Regions from separate parts of the Salvelinus alpinus genome. Here region 2 is linked to region 1. A link is a contact called in public Hi-C data. All regions are on one chromosome and are shown on one strand. Each heading gives the region's core, a stretch centred on a gene start, on an enhancer-like site or on the middle of the called end of the contact. The rest is flanking DNA. Distances are from core to core; before and after follow the strand shown.

Evidence for each region. A called contact is a pair of places that touch in the nucleus more often than the background predicts.
Region 2: a Hi-C map of red muscle shows a contact between it and region 1, with 12 times the contacts expected there. The contact joins the promoter of LOC139576693 here to the promoter of LOC139576686 in region 1. A contact is called at or near these places in 2 of 3 Hi-C or Micro-C datasets (muscle and red muscle).

The regions. Positions count from the first base shown.
Region 1 is chr5:71,470,819-71,477,354 of SLU_Salpinus.1, forward strand. It overlaps LOC139576686 (serine/arginine-rich splicing factor 9-like), which reads right to left and starts at 4,021. Exons shown (of 5, transcript XM_071403028.1): 1 at 3,818-4,021; 2 at 1,219-1,395. The coding sequence starts at 1,376.
Region 2 is chr5:71,651,961-71,658,496 of SLU_Salpinus.1, forward strand. It overlaps LOC139576693 (squamous cell carcinoma antigen recognized by T-cells 3-like), which reads left to right and starts at 2,296. Exons shown (of 19, transcript XM_071403039.1): 1 at 2,296-2,565; 2 at 3,262-3,388; 3 at 4,313-4,417; 4 at 4,512-4,696; 5 at 5,333-5,438; 6 at 6,191-6,315. The coding sequence starts at 2,380.

The sequences.
Region 1 (6,536 bases), core at 2,771-5,270:
ATTTGAAACTGAAATAATCTCCAAACTATCACTTTTTAAAACAAGCCATAGAAATCTGGTTGCAATTTCAGTTGAACCCACAACAACAAAAATAAACAGAACAAATATTTCAAATAATATTATGGTTAAACTCAAATACAAATAGATAAAACATTATTTGAAATTGTTTTTTTTAAAACAATATCTTTGTTAATTAATGATAGAAAGGTTCAGACATTTTGTGAAACATCCACCACAGTTGAAAAATATTTGTCAAGTAGAAGTCAAGATGGGATGGTTTTTTAGAGATAGATGGGAGGGGTTAAGGGTAGCTGAAGGGTGGGATAAAAAAGGGGGAAAAAAATAGATAACTAATGTAAAATGTACCGTGTCCGTAAAATGTATATAGTATGTATAAACTGGAAGTAGAAGCCTAAGTATTGCTGTCCTTTAGTTTAGGTAGGGTTAGGTGGAGAAAAAAAATAGAAAATTATGCAAACAATTACTTTGATAGAATCCACAATATTTCTGCAATATTTAAGATTAAAACATTTTTTGAATAAAAGATCGGTCTTATAGCACAACCTCTGATTCTAATGACCATTTCACAATGGAGCAAGTCACAGGTACTTCCTGTTTGAGCCTCTGCTTGTAAACAGGAAGCAAGAGTAAGGAGCCATGATCTGATTTAGCGAATGGCGGACGAGGGAGGGTCTTGTATCTTGTTTGTGGATAGAGTAACCTCGGTCTAGGACTTTATTGCCCCTAGTTGTGAAGGAGACGTGCTGATGAAAGTTGAGAATCATGTGTCTTTATGAAGCGGAATTAAAAATGCCAGCGACAAGAAAGGCAGCCTCTGGATGCAAGTTTTCCTGATTGTTTATAGCCTCAAACAGTTCATTAAGTGGCAGCATGTTATATTTCATGATAACATCTAAAATATTTTGTGAAAATAAAGTAAACGCCAAAAGAATCACAAAATAGCAAAGTTGGGTCGGAGTTCGCAAAACGGCGGCCATCCAGCACGTTGCCATCTTTCCATTACTACCGAGTTCAGGGAAAGTGTACTTGCTATGACTGTGATATGTGGTTGTCTCATCTAGCTATCTTAAGGTGAATGCACGAATTCAAGTCGCTCTAGATAAGAGCATCTGCTAAATGACTAAAATGTCAATGTAAATCTGGTCTTATTGGTCCACGAGTAAGAATGCCATTCATGGACATGGACGTTTATCTTACCGTGGATCTTCAAAGCGCACAAAGGCAAAGGGAATAGTGCCTCTGTTGTTCTTCAACTCAATGTCTCTGATTTTGCCATATTTGAAGAATATATCCTCAATGTCCCTCTCTTGCACATCAGCTGGAAGGTTACCCACGTAGATCCTGCCATCTGCCATGATGTTAACAGAACTGATCCTGATGGAAAAAGAGAGAAGGCGTTATCAATACTGAACACTCCCTGAACTCAAATGTATGTTTTGACCCCTAATTTCTGCCATTCATAAATGTCCAAAAATAGATTATCATTGCAAACAACCCCCTACAAGTACATGTTATCAAGCCTGCAACATATACACAACAAAGACAGAGCTAGCTATTAATCAAACACCAACCCACACCCAATGGTTCAACCACCAGGGCCCGGTTTCCCAAAAGCATCTTAAGGCTAAGTTTATCGTTAGAACCTTCGTAGGAGCATCGTTAAATATCGAAGTTTCCACAAAACCATCGGTATTAACGTTGCACTTAAACGCTCGTAATCTAACGCATGCCTCAGACCACTCGTAGACACGCTAACCACACGTTAAGTGTGTTAGGTGCTTCCGCGTAAACACCAAATCACATGGATGACCCGTCTCTCTGTGACCGCTGATAACTTCAGAACAAAAGTTGACTACAATTACGAAGTTGCCAATGTCTTTGCAATTGATACAAACAAGCGAAGTATGAAAATATATCGGTTTTCATTTGAAGCATGACTGCTTTAAAATAAACAGTAGGCTATAGGTTTTTTCAATCACTTTGAAACGCATTTCATGTTAAATCAATTGAGTTCTATTTTGCTACATGTAGGCTGCTGTCTAATTTGTCACAATCTATTTAATTATGTGTAGCCTAGCGTATGCAATGTGCCACCAAATCGGTGATTTGGGTAATTTTTATTGAGTAAGCATTAGAATAAGCCGCCTTAATATTTGCAGCCATATGTGGTAATATCTATAGAAGCGGATACGTCGTCAGTATTGTGAAATAATTCTGTTTAGGAATGATTTGAATGGAGAAAGCTGATCTGAGAGCAGCGCTCACTGTCTTTCGATCCTATCAGTATCAACAAATGCTCCAACGACGCACTTAGCGACCATTCTCTCATTTTTTTGTACCTGTATATAACTAGTCAAGTCAGCGTGGTGCTTGGGAAACGGTTGTTACATTTTCGGCTGTTGTAGGAATGATGAAACGTTACGCCTAAATTCCATCGCTATCAGAAAACCGGGCCCTGTTGAGACGAAAACCCAGCCGGACAATAGTGTCTGATTGCGGCCCGCAATTCGGGGAGTTCCTGGATGTGGGCATACATTCATCTGCAGGAACGCCCCCCACTCTAACATCCCATTGGTTCCGGCTTGAACAGGCCCCCCACTCCCTTGAGCACGCCATCTTCAAGCTTGCGTGCGACACTTGATATTCTGGTTGTCTATTGGTGACCTAGCTAGTTAGCGGTGTCGCCCCAGCCTCCCGCCTCCTGTGGAAGTGCGGGAACGCATTGCCCAACAAGCGGAGGTGAAGGACACTGCCTACCGGTGTCCTAGACCAATAATGGACTAAAGAAGCCTAACGTGGTCTGTTTTTAGAGGATAATGGGCCTGTCAGCCAAATACTCCAGCTAAACGTGGATACATTTTCAATTGCAGTACGGTTCTACAAACAAATCTTTGCTTTCATTTCACATAAATGCAACAAAAGCTAAAGATACACTTACTGTAAACTGTTTTAACACAGTTGCAGCAGACAGTATTTTTCAGTCACAACACGTTTGTGGCGTCTGTCTTCCGTTTACACACCGGTGTTCCGAGACACAGAACTAGCACCAGTACGCCCGTCTTCCATAAATAAGCGCTGTAACATGGAAATATGGCTGTGTGGGAAACCTAACCATATAAAAAAAATAATAGAAATGTGTAATGATTTCTCGCTAATATGAAAGATAGGTTCCTTATGTATCCAAACCGAACAGCAAGTGATATTTGGTAACGTTTACAGAAAGCGTGGAGCTCTTAACAAAACTCCCCAGCCAGAAGATACGATCACCAATATATAGGCGCTAAAGGTAGTGTGCGTGAATGTGCTACCGCCTAGTGTACTGGAGCGCGCCCGTCTGAGTCCTATTTAAAAAATGGACCAATAGAAGTATAAAGAGGGGTTCCTGCATATACAGGAACGCCCCGAATTGCGGGACGAAATTACGCCCTTCTTGACCCAGGTAGCTTCCTACGCTAAAGCTAGCCTAGCTATTCATGTGATGTTTCCTTTCAAAAATGATAACATAGCTGGTAGGCGGGATACAGTGGTTAGCTAACTAGTTTCTATATTTCAAACATAATACGTTTCATATCGCCTCGTGGTAGCTACCTGCCTGGATTCCCAATCTGTACTCACATGTAAAACCCAGATTAGCCCATTCATTCATTACCTAGCCAGCAAATTGTCGACTACAAATGGCTAGTATCTAATGTAACGTTAGCTTCAGTTGGAAGTTAGCATCTAGCTAGCTAACAAGTTAGCCTAGCTGACTCGTGTGCCATGTTTTGGGTTTGCAGAAGAGTACATGATAGCTCACCTACCTTCCTGTGTCGCTGATCAGACCTGCAACCCCGTTGGTTGCTGTGATTCTTTTCTAAAGCTCGTATAATGTTATTTCTCGCTTATCTCCAGAGATCGGTACCCTCAAACCTTTGTCGGAGGATCTCTGCGCTTCTTTTAGCTAGTTAGGCTAGCTAGTTCCATCCACTGACTTCCGGTTCCGTCAAAAACCACCTACCATATCCACCAGGTGGCGGCCCTGCACACAAAATTCACTGTTTTCTTCTTCGCTTGTGGTTTTCCGGCAGACTAGACGCTTTGTTGATTATTGGTGCCTTTCACAGTTCGGAAAATGCATTGCACATTTGTTCACAAAAAAGGGAAGTGAGGGAAAAAGGAAATGCCCACAGCAATAAACGCCAAGAAGCCAACCTTACCAATGCACAAACTGTACGGGTCACTCTGTACTGGCCTATTACTCACAGGGATCCTCTCAGGGTCCCTCACCCCTTTCCCACCATCCTTTACTTTCCTCACTGCCTCAGCATGACACTTTCTGTACTGTTCTCACCCTGGAAACTTCAACCTGTCTCACTCGCACAGGACATTTCTGATCCCCAGCAACATGACCACCCGAAAAATGTAAACACTGCGCTTTGAACACCAAAACCACACTCCTTTGAACTGCTCTCCTGCACAATTCACACCTCAGAATCTCCCTCCTTCATACTGCTGCAACATGACCATAAACTTGGCACCTGAAACACCATAGTGGGTTCGTAAAACAAAAGCTCTCACAGGATAACTTATATACTCTAGCATGACTTTATCTGGCAAACACTTTACATCAAAACTCAGAAGGACAGACAGGGTCTCCTCAGTCTCGCGCTCCCCATTGGGTCTGCGTCTCACCAAACGGCGTACATCACAGACACCAGGGATCCTCAACTTCAGTCGATCCACCTCAACACTCAACGCCACCCCTGTTATCACTCCTTTCAACTGCGCTCTGCTCCGGAGAGAAAAGCAGGCCACAGCTCTCGTTCCGTGTCGGGAAACGTGAGTCCACTTCTGGATGCTTTGACCAAATTGACAGAACCCAACTCCTTCTTTACCCAGCCTGATTCAACAAACGGATCGGCCAAAAGGCATGGATCCACTTTCTCCATGAATCATACTCCTACGGGGCAGAGTCATCTCAGGCAATTTTCTGATCATTGGTGTGAGGCTCGGAAGCCTTCACCTCACCTGTCGGCGCAGGTTTTTCCTCTTCACTTCTGTTAGGTTCAATTTGAGAGAGTTCACTATCCGTCGACTGCTCAGGGTTTTCAGGAGCGGAACATGGCATTATCTCTCCTGTACTTGACTCAAAGGAGAAAGTACTCTGCTTGTGTTTCGCAGATGTCGGTATGGGTTTGAACCTCGCACCCTTTTTTTGCCTCACATCACCTAGTCAGTTGACATCTTGCCTTCTTCCAGTCGTCAGTCTCAAAGGTTACATCCGTTTCCAAAACACTGCCTCCATCATCTACTGGCTGCATGTCATGTTTTGTATTTCAAATAGTACCAAACTAAAACCTGAGATATTTTGGATTGTTTGTTTTTAGTTTTTGTTTCTTGAGGCCTATCATGCAAATAGCGTCCGCCTGAAAATTGTTGTCCCCCCCCAGGCCCCTTGAAAAGTCTCTCAAACCCCCCGAGGCTCCCTAGTTGAGAATCACTGTTGTAGTGTAAGTATGCAATACATTTTCTTTGGTATACCTTCCCAATCTGCCTTTTTAGTTAAATTGGAGCATCTTACCCCATGACTGTAATTGCTGCTAAGTCATATTGCTAAAAATATAAACACCCAAGCGTTCTCTGCTCTCATTGCTTATGACAGAAATTAGAATGACCAAGAATTCTGCCTCAAGGCACATCTGTAATGTAAAATGACTTGTATTTTACTAACAGGACATCAGCGGTGAAAGGTGTCCTCACAGACTTAGTGAGAGAATAGGCTGAGCTTCATGGGTTGGCACAGGAAACAACAACAAACACCTATAGTTCTCAGAAGTCTACACCTGATTGAACTGCTTTTAACACCACTTACCTCAGCTGACATGGCAGACATCAGTTCTGACTCATTAGAATTACATCAGTCAAATGCACAGAGGTCATTGACCCCTGGAAATATCCATAGAGGCAGAAATTAAAGAGGAGAACATAAATTACTGGAGAATATAGAAGTTACTGTACATCCACTGGTTACTGTTTGTACTAGAGAACATACGGGTGAATAACTTTGGGTACAGTCTGACTAAGATGTGTAGTCTGAAAGACATGATTCAACTACTGACAAAATAAACATGTGTTGATATCATTTTGGGGAGGATGAGGCAGGGTATAGTCTTTATATTTGTATTGCTGTTAAAATTCCCTCTGCACTCACAAAGGTGTATGTCTGACGTATCACAAGATGCCTGCAATTCCTCATAATTGTTAGTAACATCTGGGCCTGGGTTTTCCCAATGAGGTTGGGTTTAGGCATTAGGTTTCTCTTTCCTTTCTGGTGGTTGACATATCTGTGTTGAAAAATAGGGAATTATCTAGAATGATAGGGAATGATCTAGAACCTGGTTCAATGATAGGAAATGATCTAGAACAGGGTTCGGCAAAAGGCGGACTGCGGGCCAAACCGGGCCACAATACGTTTTGGGCCCCCCAAAGTTTTTGATCAAAATTAGACTACAACCATCAGGAACTATGCAGAAATC
Region 2 (6,536 bases), core at 1,046-3,545, 180 kb after region 1:
TGCCCAACAGGCAGGAGCGAAGTACACTGTCTACCAGTGTCGCCTACCGCTAACTTCTCCGGTACACAGCAGGTGGGAGGTGGAGGCTACACTGTGTGCTAGTTAGCTTGCTAGTTAACTAGCTACCCTTACTGTAACTGCAGTTACAGTGCAGTATAACTGCAGTTATTCTGCAATTACTGCATCCAAAATACCAGTCGACTGCACTTACTGCAATCTTTTTTGTAAGGGTAGAATACGGTGTCGCCCCCGCCTTCCATGTACCGGTGTCCTCCTTAGGACTAGCTGGCTAAGGTAGCACTCAGTTTCCTTCACTCCCTCCTGCTTAACACCTTCCCTTGCCATATTTAACAGAACTGCGGGAAAACAGTGCCCGACAGGCAGGGGCAAAGGACACTCTACCGGTGTGTACAAAGTATAGCTAGCTACATTGTTGCCCCCACCTCTTCTGTGGGGTTTATATGCGGTTGGTATTCAATGTTATGGTGCATTACCGTCATTGACTGTATTGGAGCCCTTCTGCCTATGTACTGGAGTAGTAACTTAAAAATTTACCAATAGAAGTAAACTCAGCAAAAAAAGAAACGTCCTCACTGTCAACTGCGTTTATTTTCAGCAAACTTAACATGTGTAAATATGTGTATGAACATAACAAGATTCAACAACTGAGACCTAAACTGAACAAGTTCCACAGACATGTGACTAACAGAAATTGAATAATGTGTCCCTGAACAAAGGGGGGTCAAAATCAAAAGTAACAGTCAGTATCTGGTGTGGCCACCAGCTGCATTAAGTACTGCACCAGATTTGCCAGTTCTTGCTGTGCGATGTTACCCCACTCTTCCACCAAGGCACCTGCAAGTTCCCGGACATTTCTGGGGGGCAATGCCCTAGCCCTCACCCTCCGATCCAGCAGGTCCCAGACGTGCTCAATGGAACACTGACATTCCTGTCTTGCAGGAAATAATGCACAGAACGAGCAGTATGGCTGGTGGCATTGTCATGCTGGAGGGTCATGTCAGGATGAGCCTGCAGGAAGGGTACCACATGAAGGAGGAGGATGTCTTCCCTGTAATGCGCAGCGTTGAGATTGCCTGCAATGACAACAAGCTCAGTCCGATGATGCTGTGACACACCACCCCAGACCATAATGGACCCTCCACCTCCAAATCGATCCCGCTCCAGAGTGCAGGCCTCGGTGTAACGCTCATTCCTTCGACGATAAACGTGAATCCGACCATCACCGATGGTGAGACAAAACCGCGACTCGTCAGTGAAGAGCACTTTTGCCAGTCCTGTCTGGTCCAGCAATGGTGGGTTTGTGCCCATAGGCGATGTTGTTGCCGGTGATGTCCTGCCTTACAATAGGCCTACATGCCCTCAGTCCAGCCTCTCTCAGCCTATTGCGGACAGTCTGAGCACTGATGGAGGGATTGTGCGTTCCTGGTGTAACTCGGGCAGTTGTTGCCATCCTGTACCTGTCCCGCAGGTGTGATGTTCGGATGTACCGATCCTGTGCAGGTGTTGTTACACGTGGTCTGCCACTGCGAGGACGATCAGCTGTCCGTCCTGTCTCCCTGTAGCGCTGTCTTAGGCGTCTCACAGTACGGACGTTGCAGTTTATTGCCCTGGCCACATCTGCATGCCTCCTTGCAGCATGCCACGTTCCGGCAGATGAGCAGGGACCCTGGGCATCTTTCTTTTGGTGTTTCTCAGAGTCAGTAGAAAGGCCTCTTTAGTGTCCTAAGTTTTCATAACTGTGACCTTAATTGCCTACTGTCTGTAAGCTGTTAGTGTCTTAACGGCCACTAGCGGGGGGGGGGGTGCTCCTGTGACAACAATTTTGGACCCCCTTGTGGCCCCCAAATGTGGGGTACGAAATAATTTTAACATTTTTTTTTTGCTATCGTTCTTTTTTTACATCCGTTATTAGACAGTGGCAACGATGATGATTATGAACATGGTCTTTTGCCTGCTAATGCCTGCAATGCAGTGAAGAAAACGATATTACAACAATAACGTCTAATGTAACTGGCCCCTCTAACAGTACAACTGGCCCCAGCTTGGCCCCCAGTTGAAATGGTCTAGAACCGCCCCTGTTAACAACCATTCCACAGGTGCATGTTCATTAAACAGTGAAAACAGTGTTTAAACCCTTTACAATGAAGATCTGTGAAGTTAGTTGGATTTTTACTAATTATATTTGAAAGACAGGGTCCTGAAAAAGGGACGTTTCTTTTTCGCTGAGTTTATAAAGAGGGGTTCCTGCAGGTGCAGGAATGCCCACATGCAGGAACGCCCCGAATTACGGGATGCAGTTGCACCCTTCTCACCTTGGAAAGCTCTCACTGACTGTTACCAGGCAGACAAAGTTCCAACATGGCAGCAACGGGGGACGCAGAGGAGACTCAGGTGCAAGAGATGGAGGAAGAGGCAGGGATGGAAAATGAAATGGATTCAGATGAAGAGGAGGGTTTGGGAATTGAAAATTCCGACGATGAAATAGACGATTCATCAGAAGACGAAAAAGAGACTGAAGCCGAAATTCAGCGTTTGGAGGAGCAGGTACGTTAGCAAATTTAGCTAGCTAAGCTAACTTACTCTAGCTTTGTTTGAGAAATTAATGGAAACCTAGCTAGCCATTTATCTAACGTTTGTCAACAACGTTGTCGGTTACATTGAGATTTGAAAGCAATCCACATCACAAACAGCAAGTTGGCTTGTTTGCAGACTTGCACCGCTTACATTGAAAAGAACGAAAGCTAGCTAGCGAGCTAACGGTAGTTCACATGCTACTATTAGCCAGCTAGCGTCGTTGGAGTAACGTTGACTATGTAACGTTACTATACTAGCTAATGGTGACTCAATATATAACTTGCTAGCATGTTACCTAGCCACAATAATATAATAGTTAAGAATTTAGTAAATATCAAATACGGATTTCTAGGGAGTTAGCTAGCTAGTTACATTAGCGTTAGCGAGATAGCCAGCAAATCCATGCTTTCTGCGAAGTTGATTTCCCCAACGACAACGTGCTTACAGCAGCTGTAAACACGCGCCCTTTTTTGCGAGCTGCAGCTAGTTAGACAGTCAGCAACAAAATTGAACAGTATTTGGTTGATTGCATAAACAATACTTACTACACAATTAAGTGGTGGAGTCCTGTTTAGTTAGTTACGTTGTAAGTTTGTTTGCTTACCAAATACACTTTGTAAATGCTCCCCAATGGCTGTTGGTCTGACTCTATACTCTAACTTTCAGCTGTCCATCAATGCTTTTGATTACAACTGTCATGTGGACCTCATAAAACTCCTGAGGCAGGAGGGGGAGCTTCCTCGGCTGCGTAAGGCAAGGCAGAAGATGAGTGAGCTCTTCCCACTCACTGAAGGTTGGTTGGTGTCTGATGCCCTCTGGAGATGCGGTGTTGCAGACAGCTTTGTGCATTACTACTTCTATTATTGAGCTGAAGTGCTTCATGTAGTAGACTGGATTACATCTAATGTGCTGACCACACCACCCGTCACATGAGCGAGTGTTGCAAAGTAAATGTACACATATGTTATTCAATCATTGCACCCACACTGCTCACAAGCGTCTGCATAGCCAGGCGCTAAAATATAACTTGGTTCTATTTGTGACGAGTGACACACTGCAAGGCCCGCCCATCCCATTTCCTCATTGGTTTTTAGAAGCATATACTGTTGATTGAAAGATGAGCTGAGGTCCACACTCCAGTAATGCACCTTAAAGTTGGTTGCCAACCGCCATATAAAGTCAGAAAAAGAAACCTGAAAGAAGTTTCTAGTAATCTCTCTAACTCGATTTACACTTGTCTGTGGATTAATTGTCGGAGTAGAGGAACTTGTGCATTTCAGGTAAAATAACAGTTCAATGTTTATATCCCATAACAAATCAGCTAGCAACAGCAAGCTAGCTAAATTGCCATAATTGTTTGTTTTTTCAACCTGTCCCCAAATTAATATAGTTGGTTCAGAGTTCTTTTTGATATTTCAACCTGCGTGTCCTGATCATGTCTGGAGTGGGTGGATTAAAATCAACTTGCGCGCGATGGCGTGCGCGCGATGGCGTACGCGCACGCCAGGTCTAGTCAGCATTTAAGACTTGTTGAAAATAGGTCTGCTGCTCTTTTTGTTGGGATTTGATTGGCCTTTTATGGATGATGATTTAATCATTTGGAACAAGGTTTACTGTTTCAACACATTCCTGTGGAAAGTTGTGATGGTTTCATTGTTTTGAACATACTGAATGTTGTTGTGAACTGTATGCAAAGCTGACTTGTCCTCTCCTGCAGAGATTTGGCTGGACTGGCTCAAGGATGAGATCCACCTAACAGAAGAGGAGCCGAACCGGGAGAAAGTCTATGAGCTCTTTGAGACGGCTGTGAAAGATTATATCTGTGAGTTCTGCCCCCACTCATTGGCTGGTGTTACGATTCTATATGATGTGATGTTATTGTAAACTAAACATTGCAATTCTTGTGTGGCCTTCAGGCCCTGAAATCTGGCTGGAATATGCCCAATACTCTATCGGGGGCATGGGACTGCCTGGTGGGATGGAGAAGGTGAGGTCCATCTTCGAGAGAGCCCTGACAGCCGTGGGGCTGCACATGACCAAGGGAGCGACAGTGTGGGAGGCCTACAGGGAGTTTGAGAATGCCATACTGGCAACTGTTCAGGTGAGCTCCCCTGAAGAATAATGATCTCAAGTAGCTGCAACATGCTACTAATTTCTCTATACCTCCCCATGTCTTTATTTCTTAGGCTGTTTTGTATGGCTTGGAATTGCTATACGTTATTATCACGGTACTTAGGTGCTGATATGTATTGCGGTTCTCACGATTCTATATGTATTGCGATTCGATACTGTGATTTGATGTTCCAAACATATTGCTGACCATATGTCTGCTGCAGAAGAACAAGAGAGCCATGAGAAAACAAGTTTTGATCAGTCATGGAAATATAATTGCCTAAAATAAATTGCCTCCCTATTTGAAAAAAAGATGGAGAACAAGCTATGAAGGAAAAATACTTGTGTTTTGGTGCACGTACAGCAAACTAGTGCAATAATTATTGCGATATTGTCAATACGATATGATGATTTATCGCCTAAAATTATATGCCGATATGTAACTATCGATTTCCCAATCACTAGTGTTTTGTATAAGAACATCTGCTAAATGAATGATGGCACGTTTATCTTATTTCTGAGTATTAGGCAGAAACAAAAAACGCATTATTTGAACTCAATCTGATATTACACAAACCAGTCTCTGCTGGATTTTGAATCCGTTTTCTCCCTGCTTTCTCCTCAGCCGCCCCCTGGCAGCGTTCCCACCCGCGAGCAGCAGGAGCTTCTGAACACTCAGCTCGAGCGCATCCACACTCTGTTCCGCCGCCAGCTGTCCATCCCCTTAATGGGTAAGGCTCGTCTCTGGCGGTGGTGCTGTACAGAGGGGAGAGGATTCGGTTGGATGGAATAGCATGTCCTTAAGAGTCCATCATGGCAGACTTGGGAGGTACCCATTGCAAAGACCTTTTCAGGACAGAGATGTGGAGAGCCAGTGCAATGTCAGGAGAGTTGTGGTGTGTTGCTTTCTCTTACTATGTGGCTTTTCAAAGACTAAACAGAGGTTTACAGAGAAAGCACTCATCCTCACCAGGCCCAGTAATGTGGTCCCTGACCAACCTTTCATCCAAGCGCAGGACTGGCCAAGAGATAAATGGTCTGGCATTGTCTGCTGCCTTTTTTCTGATACGGCTGAACGGCCACCGGAGGCATTTCTGGAACGGCTAAACCCATCTCTCTCTTCTATGACCTGTGCCAAAGCTCAGTGTATAATCCCTCCTTATCTATGGCCTGTCAGTCAGTGTTTTGTACCCCCACAAGATGATGGCACAAAGAGAAAGAAAACCGGTCAAGCATTTACATGGCTGTGTGTTATTGGTCAAATGAGGAAGAACTCTGAACATTTCAAAAGCCAATATCCCAATAAAGGAGATTTGGAACTTTTGGTGTGTCTCCATTCAAGTCATTGTAATAAACGCACAGGATGCTTTTTATATAATCACCTTCATTCTTAGCCACACTTAGAATGTGGCTGGCTGTTGTATGCATATTCAGGGGTTGAGTGTGAAAGGTTTCTCCTAATGATAACTGTGCTCTTTTGCAGACATGGACGGAACATATGCAGAGTATGAGGAGTGGTCTGACCAGGGGGTGTCTGATACAGTCTCCCAGAAGTACAAGAGGGCCCTGAAACAAATGGAGAAGAGCAAGCCTTATGAGGAGACTCTGGTACTTACCTAGATTGTATTCTAGTCTGGACATTTGTACCATACTGTTTGTTTTGGAAGGATTTAATGGATTTTAAGCATTCAATTCGATTACACTGCCTAGAAAGTAGCAGTAGATTAGTAGTAAAGTTATGTATCATTTTAAGTATTATGTGCTTAAGCAAAGCTTTTTTCTATGTGTGAAATCTCTGTGTGAGTCTGTATTCTAGACATGGTTGTCTC